Regions from separate parts of the Sus scrofa genome. Here region 1 is linked to region 2. A link is a contact called in public Hi-C data. All regions are on one chromosome and are shown on one strand. Each heading gives the region's core, a stretch centred on a gene start, on an enhancer-like site or on the middle of the called end of the contact. The rest is flanking DNA. Distances are from core to core; before and after follow the strand shown.

Region 1 (6,322 bases), core at 3,777-6,276, 210 kb before region 2:
TTATGAACCCATCAAAGTTTATAAGAAGTGATTAGAATATAAGGTTTTGGTGAATGAGACTGTATGTCTTGTTCACAGACCTTGTGGTAGGCAATCTCCAAAGACAGCCCCCATCAGTTCCTTTCCTAGGAGCAGCACACCACACCACCCATCAAGAGGTGGCATTATTCCCCCTTGCTTTTCATCTGGGCTGGCTTCCTGACTAGCTTTGTTGGGAATTCTGTCTCTACTCATGTCCAGCTTTGAACCAATTTTGAAAAAGCAGCTTCTTGCATTTCACTCAGTTGGAAATTTTAGCTCCCTGAAATTTGTGGCTTTGTTGGGACTGGGAAAATGTATTTCACAGTTCTCCTGTGGCACTATTTTAGGATTATTCTTTGTAGGTAAGTTGTTTCTGGTGTACTCTGGTTGGGAAGGGCTAATAGTTTCTGTTCAGGGGCCAGTCGAAAGCTGTGCAAGCCTTAGGAACATTTTTCTATAAATAATGTTTTCAGATACTGTTTCTGCATGTCATGGGTGGAATTCTAGAGTCACAAGTTCAAAGGCCCTCATCACATACGGAGACATACATACCGTTTGAGCTTTTTGTTTGGGAAAATGATTTGGTTTAACCCAGATTGCTTATGAATAATTTCCAGATTAGAACAGGCTCTGGGAGCAGTTGTTAGGCTCAGTATCTATTGAAAAAAATTGGTTTCTTGAGAAGAAAAAAAAAACCACTGAAGCTATTTGCAGATTTCAATTTATGTATGAAAATGGGAAAAGCAGTGTTTAATTTCTAAATGGAAACCTGTTTCCAGCCTGAAGAGGTCTGTGGAATAGACCTGATAGCCCTGGAACAAAGACAGTCTTCATGAGAGCAAGTGCAGTGGAAACGGTTTACCTGAGCAAGCAATCAGGCAATTAATTCAGCTACTTACACAAAATGACACACTTGGCTTCAGAGAAGAATTCAAATTTCTTTTTCATTCTCTATTACTTTAGGTCATGCTTTTCCCATTTTTTTCGGATAATTAAAATTTTACTATAATTCCACTTAATAAAAGATGTTTAACATGTTGCATTTTTAGTTCAAAAAAAATTTCAACAAGGCTTGGTTTTTTCACACTCACATTTTTTCCCCCAGTTATGTCTGGCTTATCTTCGGAATCAGGAAAACAAATGCCATCCTTACCAGGGACACAGCAAAAATAGAATGATTGATACTACTTGGCACCTACTGTGCTGAATGCCTGAAGTGGAAGGCTGTGGATCAAAGGCAGACCCAAGACAGCTGATAATCTGTATACTGAGTTTATAACCAGCCAGCCATTGTTCTGATGCAAACAGATAGGCTATACATGTACTGAAACTGAAATACGGAAGAACACAGTCTAGGCAAGAATTAAACAATATTATATTCTTTCTTCTGTTGTGCTTTCTGGACACCACAGTGCCTCCATGACAGAAGTATATCTGAGCATGTACTTCAATCATGGATACTCATTTTCACATCTGGCTCTGTATATAAAATTATGACCTATAGATAATGTGTTGCATAATTTTCAATGACATGGGCACATATATGGCTTATATTTCTTTCAAATCCATCATATACATTTATGCAAGGGCTTTATTCAAATAGAGAGGGCTACAATAGAGAACGAATGTTTTCATTGCCAATTTCAGCAAAATTGGCATTTTCCTTCAAAGTACATAAGTCATTTCAATGAGCATTAAATAGGTCAATATGTGATAAAAGTAGATAATTGCAACTAATTTCCAGTAGATTCACATACACAAAAAAATCCTCACAAAAATAGATACTGAAAAAGGACAAAATGAGCAGGTTTGAGGCAGTGGTCCAGACAGTTTACACCTGATTTTAAATGATTTTGACTGGTTTACAAAGAACATCAATACATATCTTGAGGCATTTGTTATCAACTTTATAAACTACTACACTATACTTTAAAACAAGGTCAGGAAGTTCCCCAGTGGCACGGTGGGTTAAGGATCTGGTGTTGCTGCAGCTGTGGTGCAGGTCATAGCTGTGGCTCAGTTTCAGTCCCTGGCCCAGGAACTTCCACATGCCATGGGTATGGCAAACAAATAAACAAACACAAACAAAGATCAGATGTTAGGAGGAGAAGGCAGGTCTATCATGTGCTTGGGGAGGTGTGTGTGTGTGAGAGAGAGAGAGCGAGAGAAGATTCTTTGGTGTTTTGAACATACATGTGTTGTGGTAGAGGAGGGTTGGTTGAAGCGTTAATAACTTTCAGACCTTCGTTGAAAACATGCCCTGAAGGACAAAGGCATTTTTGAAGATGAATACTTACGACTGTTCTCCAGCTTGTCAAGCAGCACTGAGAGAAAAGAGAAACCATCCAAGAATGTTGATCTGCACATAAATTCAACAGAAGGAGGCAGATGATCAATTATTTTCTGATGCCTTTCAAACAGGAAAAAATATTCTGGAAACAAAGAGCTTGCATAAAAATATATTTCAAGAACATCTCTAGCCATTTTTCCTAAGCCAGTAATGATAGCAATACTTATGGATTATCAAAACGTTTATCATTAGAAGATTTTCCTTGAATTTCCTTTAGCGTTAGTGAAAGATATATATGTCACTTTCAACAGTAAACGCGAGCTTTCCTCCCTGCCCCCACTTTGCCCTTACCAATGCAGGTGCATGCGCGCGTGCGCACAGACACACACACACACACACACACACACACACACACACACACACACACACCTGGAAGCCCCTTTGGTTTACACAGGTTTTTGTACTGAGGAGCATGGGAGAAATGGAATTACGGTCTCATATCAGGACCTAGAAAAAAAGCTCTGTCTAGTTTTAACTTTTATGACCACCTATTAAAGGGTAAGTTTTTTCTTGCTTTAAATCATTTTCCAAATCTTTGAATCAGAAGGGTCTCAAAAATTAATCTTTTCTACCCTTCTCCTGACAAACTTTACAAATAAGGAAACTGAGGCTCCAAATAATTAACTAACTCACCAAATAAATACAAATCTAAAATGACCCTTTCAGGATTCAACCCTTTCATAGGCCATTATCCTCTACAGAATAAAGCATAAGTTCTTTGGACCAGACTCTTCCTTTATTTTCAGTGTCATCTTTTACCCCACTTCCCTTCCATGGTTTTGGTAAGCAACTCAGAACTGCTGAGTGCTCCCCAGTGGACACACCGATTCTGGCCTTGAGGCCTTGCTCATGGTGCCCTGTTTTCCTGGAGAGCCCTGTCCACCCCTAGCTCTCCTATGTAACTCTTCAGAAGCAGTATTCAAAGCTCAGGATACGGCATCGTGCCTTCAGAGATGTACTTCTGATTCCCTATTTGGTTTAGGGGCCTTTCCGTGACCCCATAAAACTGAAGATCTTGACACAGATCTTAGGCCCTTGCAATTATCTGTTGATGGGGTCCTCTTCCATTTATCTCTAAGCACTTTGATGACAGAGATTGTGTTCTTTCATCTTTGTATTCCCAGCAAGCATCTGAAGCCAAATACCTTCTCAATAAATTTATGGAGCTTCTATTTTTATTACTAAAATAACGTTATCTTCTGTATTCTCATCTATATGGTAAGGATAGTTCTATTAGATTTAGAGTGTGATTAAAATTCAATAAATAAATGTCACATATAGCAACTGAATTTCTTACAGCATTTTCACATGCATCCTTTTAAGCAGATATTCTTTGAGGCAGATTATTCCTCTGTATAACAATGTCCAGATGTGTAAAAACAGAGGAAAGTTTAGGTACTCTAAGGAATTAAACTAGAGGAGAAGAGGCCAAGGGAATTGATATTTTAAAATATCTGAGATACTTTATATAAAAATATGATCTATATTGAATAGTCAATGCATGAATAAAAGAAGTAGATGGAAATAGGAGTCGCTGATGATTGCCAGTTTAGATTGGTTTATAGAGGCTTCCTGTAAATATGGATCCTAAACTTCCATAAAATACAAAAGAGCAATAAAAAAAAAGTTTTAGCTTTAACATCTGTAGAAATTTATATTTTTTTAATGAAGTGTTAAATGATTTTAACTTTAAAGAAAAAGTCCTGACTGTTTTCTATGTCTTAAAAGGAAAATTAAGTATAATAAAATCAGCTGTCACTAGAATTTATACAGGGGAAAAAAAAAGTCAAAGAGGACTGATCATATTTAGCCTTAGCCCACAATACTAAAAATCATTATTTTCATTGATAAATTAATCATGTGTTGTATTTTATTACCAAAAGAAGGAAAATTTTCCATGGGGGGAAAAACGCAGAAATTAGAAAAAGGAGTACTATTTGTCCTCTGAAAACATATATCATTCTGAACTTTCCTCTTGGCTTCTTGGCAACCTCCAATTTCAAATTCCATCAATAGGCGTAACCTACATAACATAAAATTCAGGTGGCAGTCTATGCATCTTTCTATTTGCTTTGGCAGACCTCTCATCTCTCTTAACAAGACTTGGGTAACAGATGAAAATCAATAAAATTATAGTTGGTTACAAAAGACTGCAGTCCTAGCTTACTCAGGGTTTGTATTCTACCTCCAAGGGACACAAATTCCACAGATTTTATGCCCCTTGGGGTGGGCCAGCTCAGTTACTTGGACAAACAAAAGAAGAGGATTTGCACATTGTTCTTGGTAGTTTTCCCAGGTGTTTATTTTCTTAGAAAAAAAAAATCATAGCTTCTTTGATTTTCTAGGGAAATCCAAGCATTCTCATGGCAGCATCTTGGTCTATCCTTCTCATTCTTTCATTTGGTTTCCGTGCCTTTGCAAATTGGTCTAGTTTGTTTTCCAAGCATTAGCATTTAAACCAATGGTTTATACACATGCCCATGGTATACACAGATTTATTTGAGATTCTCTGAGGAGTAATTATACCTAAATCCCTTTTATTTAAGCTCAATAAGGCATACCAAACGCAAGGGAGACTGATGTTATATAGATAGCCCTGAACCTGTTCTGGTTTGTGTTCAGTAAATCATTCTCAAATGACTACACTTTAACTATTATTGCTAAGGAATTGCAACATAGTCAACATCTGATTGCATCATCCAGATGTCCTCACTGAGGTGGAGAACCTCTCTTTAAAAGCTGAAATGGAATTTGACCCATCTGTGATTTTCCAATTTGAAAAAATATACCCACTGAGCTTTAAAATATTTCTTATAGTCATTCAACCTGCTTTCCTCTTTAGAAGTGTGTTATTTAATGAATTCACCCGCTCATTCAGCTGAAACATTGAAACCGATGTGTCCACCTAACTTCAGTGACCTTCATTTCTATACCATGGAATATGTCTATTATTTTTCAGCCTAATTGTAAATCTCATATCCTATAACATGCACCCTATAGCATCATCATGACTTAGTTAGCTTTGTAGTGCCAGCCCTGGTTCATCACCTAGCACATTGGTGTGAATTAATTCAGAAGAACTCTTATGATACTAGTGTGACAGAGTATCCCAACTGCCCCATTTTAAAAATAAAGTCTTTATGTTCTTGAATAAAATGGGTAGTCAGTAGCTTACAACTTGATGGATGTGAAGAAAGGGAACTTAAGGGTGTGAAGAAAGGGAAATAAATTTTTGTATTGGCTCCAGGAAAAAGATTGGGAAAGTTGGGGCAATAGAGAAGGATGACAGCTTGAAATGGGGCAATAGAGAAGGATGACAGCTTGAAATGGAATCTTGATTATTAAAAGAAAGGGGTAGAGCCTTAAGCTGAAGAAAATGTTTTCATGAAAGACTTTGTGAGATTCTTAGCACAGGCAGTGGAGCTTTGGGGACTAAATGAAAAGCACACTTAAAACCAGGAACAGAAGGATATTCTCCCTACTTATACTGGATAGCACTTCACTTGTGCCCTAAGCTCTTAAGGGTTTCCTCCAATCTGAGAGTCTTTCAATTATTAGTCGAGTTTATCCTATTTGGATTTATTGACATGATAGATATATTTGTTCTTAGTTTTTGTGCAATTTGTTGTTCTTGCTTTCTAAATTATCTATTTTTTATCAATGATTTAGCTATGTTTTGTTTGGGGTATGTTTCCCAGCCAGTAGCTTCGAGGGTACTCTGCTTTTAGATCCTATAGACTCAATGTTTATAAATTTAACAATAATCTTAATGTTCCCCTCTCTCTCTCAGTTTTACAGAGTGCAATTAACTTTTCCCTTTAAACAGTGAGGAAACTGGGACATATTTTCTTCCCCTTTCCTCTTCCCCTCTATCTCTTGATTTTAGTTGTTCTGTTATTAATTCAGATTTTTCTTATGGATATTTTTATCTTGAAATAATGCATTTAAACA
Region 2 (6,472 bases), core at 3,618-6,117:
GATTTCATCTAAATCAAATAAATGGTAATCATTTTTTATGTCATTTTTCCAGTGAGAAGAGAAAAGCCATCGCTGACATCTGGAGCTGGCCAGGCACTCACAGGTAGGTCTTGGTGTTCTCCTACCTTTTTTTTTTTCCTTTTTAGGGCCGAACCTGCATCACATGGAAGTTCCCAGACCAGGGGTCGAATTGGAGCTTCAGCTGCCGGTCTGCACCACAGCCGTGGCAAAACTAGATCTGAGCCGCTTCTGCGTGCTACACCACAGCTAGCAGCGCTGCCGGATCCCTAACCCACTGAGTGAGGCCAGGGATTGAACCCTCATCCTCATGGACACTGTTGGGTTCTTCACCCACTGAGCCACGACAGGAAGTCCCTTGGGGTTCTGCTATCGGACCTCAACAATGTCACAGAACATCAGCATCAGTCCCAGGGCATAGGTCCCAGGGTGCCCCGGGAATGTGAGAGATCAAAGCAAAAATATGACTACTCTGTAATAATGTCTGAACACAACACAACGTGAGCCTTGCCACTGTCCAAACATACCGAATAACCCCCTTGCCCAGGTAATATAAATGATTAGTGCTTACTTACCAATGACAGATTTAGTGTCCTTCTATTTTTCCTTTTTTTTTTCTGCTTAAAATTCATTAAGATATCTAATCACAGAATTAACCCCATATTCTGACAGCGTTCAATCCAGTCTGAACTCCTTCCTCTTTGACTCCTTCCTCAAGTCAAATCTATTACAAGCTCAGATCCTACAGTAAGTTACTCCTGCCACGTTCTTCTTGAGACGCCCTATGATTCTTTCATTTCAGTGAGAGATAAAACCCACAGTGTTCACTATAGGCATGTTCTTGGTGATGTTTTGTGTGAAGGATATTGATACTAGCTAAGAACCAAAGTTTAATTGCTGGCAGAATTCAAACTGAAGGTAAAACTTTTTGAAAAATGAATGAGCAGGAGTTCCCGTCATGGCTCGGCAATTAACAAACCCGACTAGTATCCATGAGGACATAGGTTCGAGCCCTGGACTTGCTCAGTGGATTAAGGATCCGGCGTTGCTGTGAGCTGTGGTGTAGGTGGCAGACATGGCTCGGATCTGGCATTGCTGTGGCTGTGGTGGAGGCTGGCAGCTACAGCTCCAATTCGACCCCTAGCCTGATAACTTCCATATGCCACAGGTGCAGCCCTAAAAAAAAAAACCAAAAAAATTGACAGAAGATAGATTAACAGGAGAAAAAAAAATGATGAACAATGCTGACATCTTTTTAGTCAGGTACGCTTTCTTTCCCAGATGTAAGAAATCATGGCTTGAGTTCGTACATTTATCTTTATTTATCAATTGTTCGTTCATTAAATCATACATTCTTTCATTAAACAAAGATTTGCTGGGTACATACATTATGTCAGGAACTGTGTTAGACTCAAAGGATAAGAAAAATCATAGCTCCTGCACTCATCAAACTTACACCAAGGTGCAATTTTTAAAAAATCTCTTCTGGTTCGATTACCTAACCCTAGAACCAATAGTTCCTGATCAATGGTTGTTAAGGATCTCTTAATCTTATCAGCATAACAAGATACAGAGTTGCATAAAAATTAGTCTAGGTGGAGTTCCCGTTGTGGCTCAGTGGTTAACACACCCGACTAGAATGCATGAAGATGCGGGTTTGATCCCTGGCCTTGCTGAGTGGTTAAGGATCCAGTGTTGCCATGAGCTGTGGTGTAGGTCACAGACGCAGCTCAGATCCCAAGCTGCTGTGACTGTGGTATAGGTCAGCAGCTAAACCTCTGATTCGACCCCTCCATGGAGGCTTGGGAACCTCCATGTGGCATGGGTATGGCCCTAACAAGACGGGGGGAAAAAAATTCGTCTAGGTTACAGCCATAACCCTGTCTAGTTAATTTCTAGACTCATAACTGAAGAGCTATGGATAATGATATAGTTTTTTGGGAACAGTGGGAAAACTTTCCCAGCCAGGGATATGGCATCACCAAGAGGTCAGACACTGAGCTAAGTATCTGCCATGTGATATCACTTAATCTTTATTCATGCACATATTCATTCATTCAAGCTAAATTTTTTGAGCATCTGCTAGTTTCAGACACTAGGCTCAGTACTGGGGACACACATTAATCAAAGAATCACAGATATAAACATGTGGTTAGAAAGGGTACAGAGTACCATGAGAGCGCTGATGGGAAATATGAAGGTGACAACATTGGACAGGTTAAGAGGAGCTTTACTGGGATGGTGCTAATTGTACTAAGAGCTAAAGGAGGCTAAGATGTTCAGATCAAACCTATGATATAGGTATTATCATAATCACATCTTAGAAAAGAGAACGGAGTCTCAGCTGTACCCAGCAATGGAGAAGTGGGTGAGGGAGGATTTGAACCCACGTCTCTGAGATTTTCACTGTCCACCGTGTATCTACCACATTTATTCACTCTGTGATCCTTCCAAAGGACGTTCCAGCTCTGCTGAAAATATGTGTGCACATCTGCTTCCCAACTAGGTGGAGATGTCCTAGGGGGCAGAAATGGTAGCTTATCTGACACTCAGTAACAGACACATGTAGCACTCTCAAAAGATTGCCTAAGTGATGATCAGCATAGTGCAATACTGTTCATTTTAAAAGACCTTTGTGGCAGAGAAGAGATTTTGGAGATTTTATGTATCTTGAAAATATGGAGTTCCCGTCGTGGCGCAGTGGTTGACGAATCCGACTAGGAACCATGAGGTTGCGGGTTCGGTCCCTGCCCTTGCTCAGTGGGTTAACGATCCGGCGGTGCCGCGAGCTGTGGTGTAGGTTGCAGACGTGGCTCGGATCCCTCGTTGCTGTGGCTTTGGCGTAGGCTGGTGGCTACAGCTCCGATTCAACCCCTAGCCTGGGAACCTCCATATGCCGCTGGAGTGGCCCAAGAAATAGCAACAACAACAACAACAGACAAAAAAGACAAAAGACAAAAAAAAAAAAAAAAAAAAAAAGAAATGTCCGTGGAATTTTGAATAGATGCCGTTTCGTTTTTTTCGTTTCTTTACTCTCAATTATAAAGGTATTTACTAAAAGTCATTCCATTGAAGTTAAGCCTGCTCTTAAAGCTGTGTAATTTTATTTAAATAGCTTTTGTGGCCTATTGCTATTTGAAGGCTTCCCTCTTTGTTTTATTTACCAGGAAAATCCAGACCAAAATTATGGTTTATTCTAAAGCAATTTCAGATCTGTGTGATATAGGTTTTGATTCAATTTGTTTTTCTTTCCTCATTTTTTTTTTTTGTCTATGTATATGTTATCTTGTTTTGTGTACATCTTTTAAGTCACCTATAATCCTTTATGGTATATCAGAGGATACAAATGCATAAACAAATAAGGCCTTACAAAGGAAATTAGATTTAGAGAATGAACTTCCATAAATACAGTCCTGTTACTCTTCTCTTTTGTTCTACTTTAATTTTAATCTTTGTATCCAGGGAAAAGCAAGGAAATCTCTTTAAAGGAAAAGAAAACAGAAAAGGAGATCTGAAGGGGATGCCTGGAGATAGGCCTATAGAAACATTAAATGATATTTTGGAGATGATGGTGGTGGTGGAGCTGGTGATGAAGGGGGCTTAGCGGATAATTGTGTGGAGATTTTCTATAGCACCTTTGTACCAACAGTAAATAGTTCTGTCACCTGGTTCCTGATTCACTGCCAAGTGCCAAAATTGAATGGGTAAACAAAGGTCATAAAACATGAAGGATACTGGTATTAAGACGTGAATGAGCAAAGAAAAATGGAAAAAAAGGCAAAACTACAACTCTGGGTATGCCTGGGTAGAAGAGGAGATGGGCATTTCATGGAGCTGGTGTTATAGAGAATTTGTTTCCTATTTCTTATTTTAGAAGAATAAGAATAATTTTATATCTTCCTTATGAAATTAATTTGTTTTAAGAGCAGACGTCTACAGAGCAAGCTTTGTGGCTAGAATGGTTCCATCTTAAAAGTTCAGCTACTTTGTATTTCATCACAGAGATAGCAATTTAGTAAGAGATCCAGTGTATTTTCTCCAAAGTCCTCAGGCCACTTTAAATCTCAAACCGATTATCATCAATTTTCAAAATGGTGTAACCCACAGTCTATTAGTATAGCTTCATAACTAGGTGTCCTAAACCTGAATGACACTGGGGGCGGGGAGAGTGGAGTAGGGGAAAGCGAACTCTGAATTAAGATTAGTTTTTTTTTTGTTTTTTTTTTTTTTTTTTTTTTTTTTTTTTGTCGTTTTTTTTTTTTTTTTGTCTTTTGTTGCTATTTCTTGGGCCGCTCCCGCGGCATATGGAGGTTCCCAGGCTAGGGGTTGAATCGGAGCTGTAGCCACCGGCCTACGCCAGAGCCACTGCAATGCGGGATCCGAGCCACGTCTGCAACCTACACCACAGCTCGCGGCACCGCCGGATCGGATCGTTAACCCACTGAGCAAGGGCAGGGACCGAACCCGCAACCTCATGGTTCCTAGTCGGATTCGTCAACCACTGCGCCACGACGGGAACTCCAAGATTAGTTTTTAAGGCAAATGATAGATTTCAGCCAGACTCCTCCACAACAGGAAGATTTAAAAAGACTATGAGTGGTTAACACAAAGGCATTCTCTCAGAATCACCAAACACAAGAGACAGTCCTACCCGTTTAACACAGAGAAGAGAACCTGAATTTCATGTGAATATTATACCTGTGCTAATTTCACTGTCTATTTTATACAGAGATTTGGACATCTGAACAGAAGAAAAAATCAGGACTTTGATCAGTGTACTCTGTATTGACGTTTGAGCAAACATGGATAGGAGCACAGATTTGGTTTGGCTCCGTAACAAGCCAAATGGAACCACTCCCTTAAACGGAAAATGTCACCTAATAGTTTCTGTCAAGTCATGTTGCTCATGAAAGCAAAAGGATCCAGGAGGTAGGAGAGAAAACAGTGAGTAAATAGACTCTGGGACATTCCTCTGCAATATTAGTTCAATCAACCATTAAATCAATACTTAGTGAACTTGTAAAAAAGATGCTGTGGACAAATTCAAAGGCAAATACTCACAGTCCATACCCATCAGGCAATGTCAGTCAACACTCCAGTCTTTAATTTTAGTAATGGCTTCAATAATTTTAATAACAATTTAAATCCCTTGCAAATTGCAACATGAATTGCTTATATTCTCGAGAGAAGTGTGCTACTCTTTACTTTGGTCATGATGCGGAAATTTAGAATTCTCTTCCATCTTTAATAGACTCTCCTATCATATACTATAAAAATAATTCAATGATTCTAATTCTTTGCCTCTTTTTTTTGGCCATGGTGTGCAGCAGTTTGATGTGGGATCTTAGTTCCCAAATCAGGATTGAACCAGGGCCACAGCAGTGAAAAAACAGACTTCTAACTACCAGACCACCAGGGAACTCCCTAGCGATCTTTTTTTTAGGGCTGCACCCACAGCATATGGAAGTTCCCAGGCTAGGGGTCAAATCAGAGCTGCAGCTGCCGGCCTAACCATAGCCACAGCAACGCCAGATCAGAGCTGTCTGCAGTCTACATCACAGCTCAAGGCAATGCTGGATCCTTAACCCACTGAGCAAGGTCGGGGATGGAACCCGCATCCTCTTGGTTCCTAGTCATGTTGGTTACCCCTGAGCTACAACTGGAACACCTCCCCAGTGATTCTCATTCTAATAGACCATTAAATGGGTCCACTTTTATTTATTTTTTATTTTTTTACCTTTTAAAAATTTTTTATGGCCTTGCCCTCGGCATATGGAAGTTCCCAGGTCAATGACTGAATACAAGTCGTAGCAGGGGCAACATCCTTTAACCCACTGAGCCAAGCGGGGGATCAAACCTGCACCTCCACAATAATCTGAGACACTGCAGTCGGATTCTTAAATCACTGTGCCACAGTGGGAACTCTGGATCCACTTTTACTTCTAGCCAAATGCACTTCATTGTTAAAACTCATGTTATTAAAAAAGGCCTCATGGGTTCAGTGTATTTTTTCGTTGTTTATTTAACAAATACTTATTGGATAATCATTTTACACTAGATACTATACTGGGATAGGCTCATGGGTCTCACGATTGAGTGGTCTTTATTACAGAAACACACATGACAAAATTTGGGGCACCATCTCCAAGGAACTCAGGTTTAGAGAACTACATTTTCAAGAATCTAGCTCCACTATTAAAATTTTTTAATTAAAAAAAAATTTTTTTTTTTTAAAAAGTCTGGGAGTTCCTGTTGTGGCTCAGTGGTAATGAACCCGACTGGCATCCATGAGGACTCGGGTTTGATCACTGGCCTTGCTCAGTGGGTTAAAGGATCTGGCATTGCTGTTGTTGTGGTATAAGCCAGCAACTGCAGCTCCAAATGGACCTCTAGCCTGGGAACTGCCATGTGCCAAGGGTGCAGCCCTTAGAAAGCCAAAAAAAAAAAAAAAAAA

Evidence for each region. Hi-C and Micro-C count contacts between places; a contact is called where the count stands out from the background.
Region 1: a Hi-C map of liver shows a contact between it and region 2, with 2.4 times the contacts expected there. The contact joins two enhancer-like sites. A contact is called at or near these places in 5 of 47 Hi-C or Micro-C datasets (embryonic fibroblasts, epiblast stem cells and liver).

What each region holds. Positions count from the first base shown.
Region 1 is chr15:1,952,440-1,958,761 of Sscrofa11.1, reverse strand. No RefSeq gene overlaps it. Among named protein-coding and RNA genes, the nearest start is that of RND3, 240 kb to the right of the region's middle. Within about 2 kb of position 5,026, at least 8 of the 83 cell types and tissues checked have an H3K27ac peak or open chromatin away from gene starts, as enhancers often do. A contact at or near this core is called in liver, where this site is marked.
Region 2 is chr15:1,744,311-1,750,782 of Sscrofa11.1, reverse strand. No RefSeq gene overlaps it. Among named protein-coding and RNA genes, the nearest start is that of RND3, 32 kb to the right of the region's middle. Within about 2 kb of position 4,867, at least 2 of the 83 cell types and tissues checked have an H3K27ac peak or open chromatin away from gene starts, as enhancers often do. A contact at or near this core is called in liver, where this site is marked.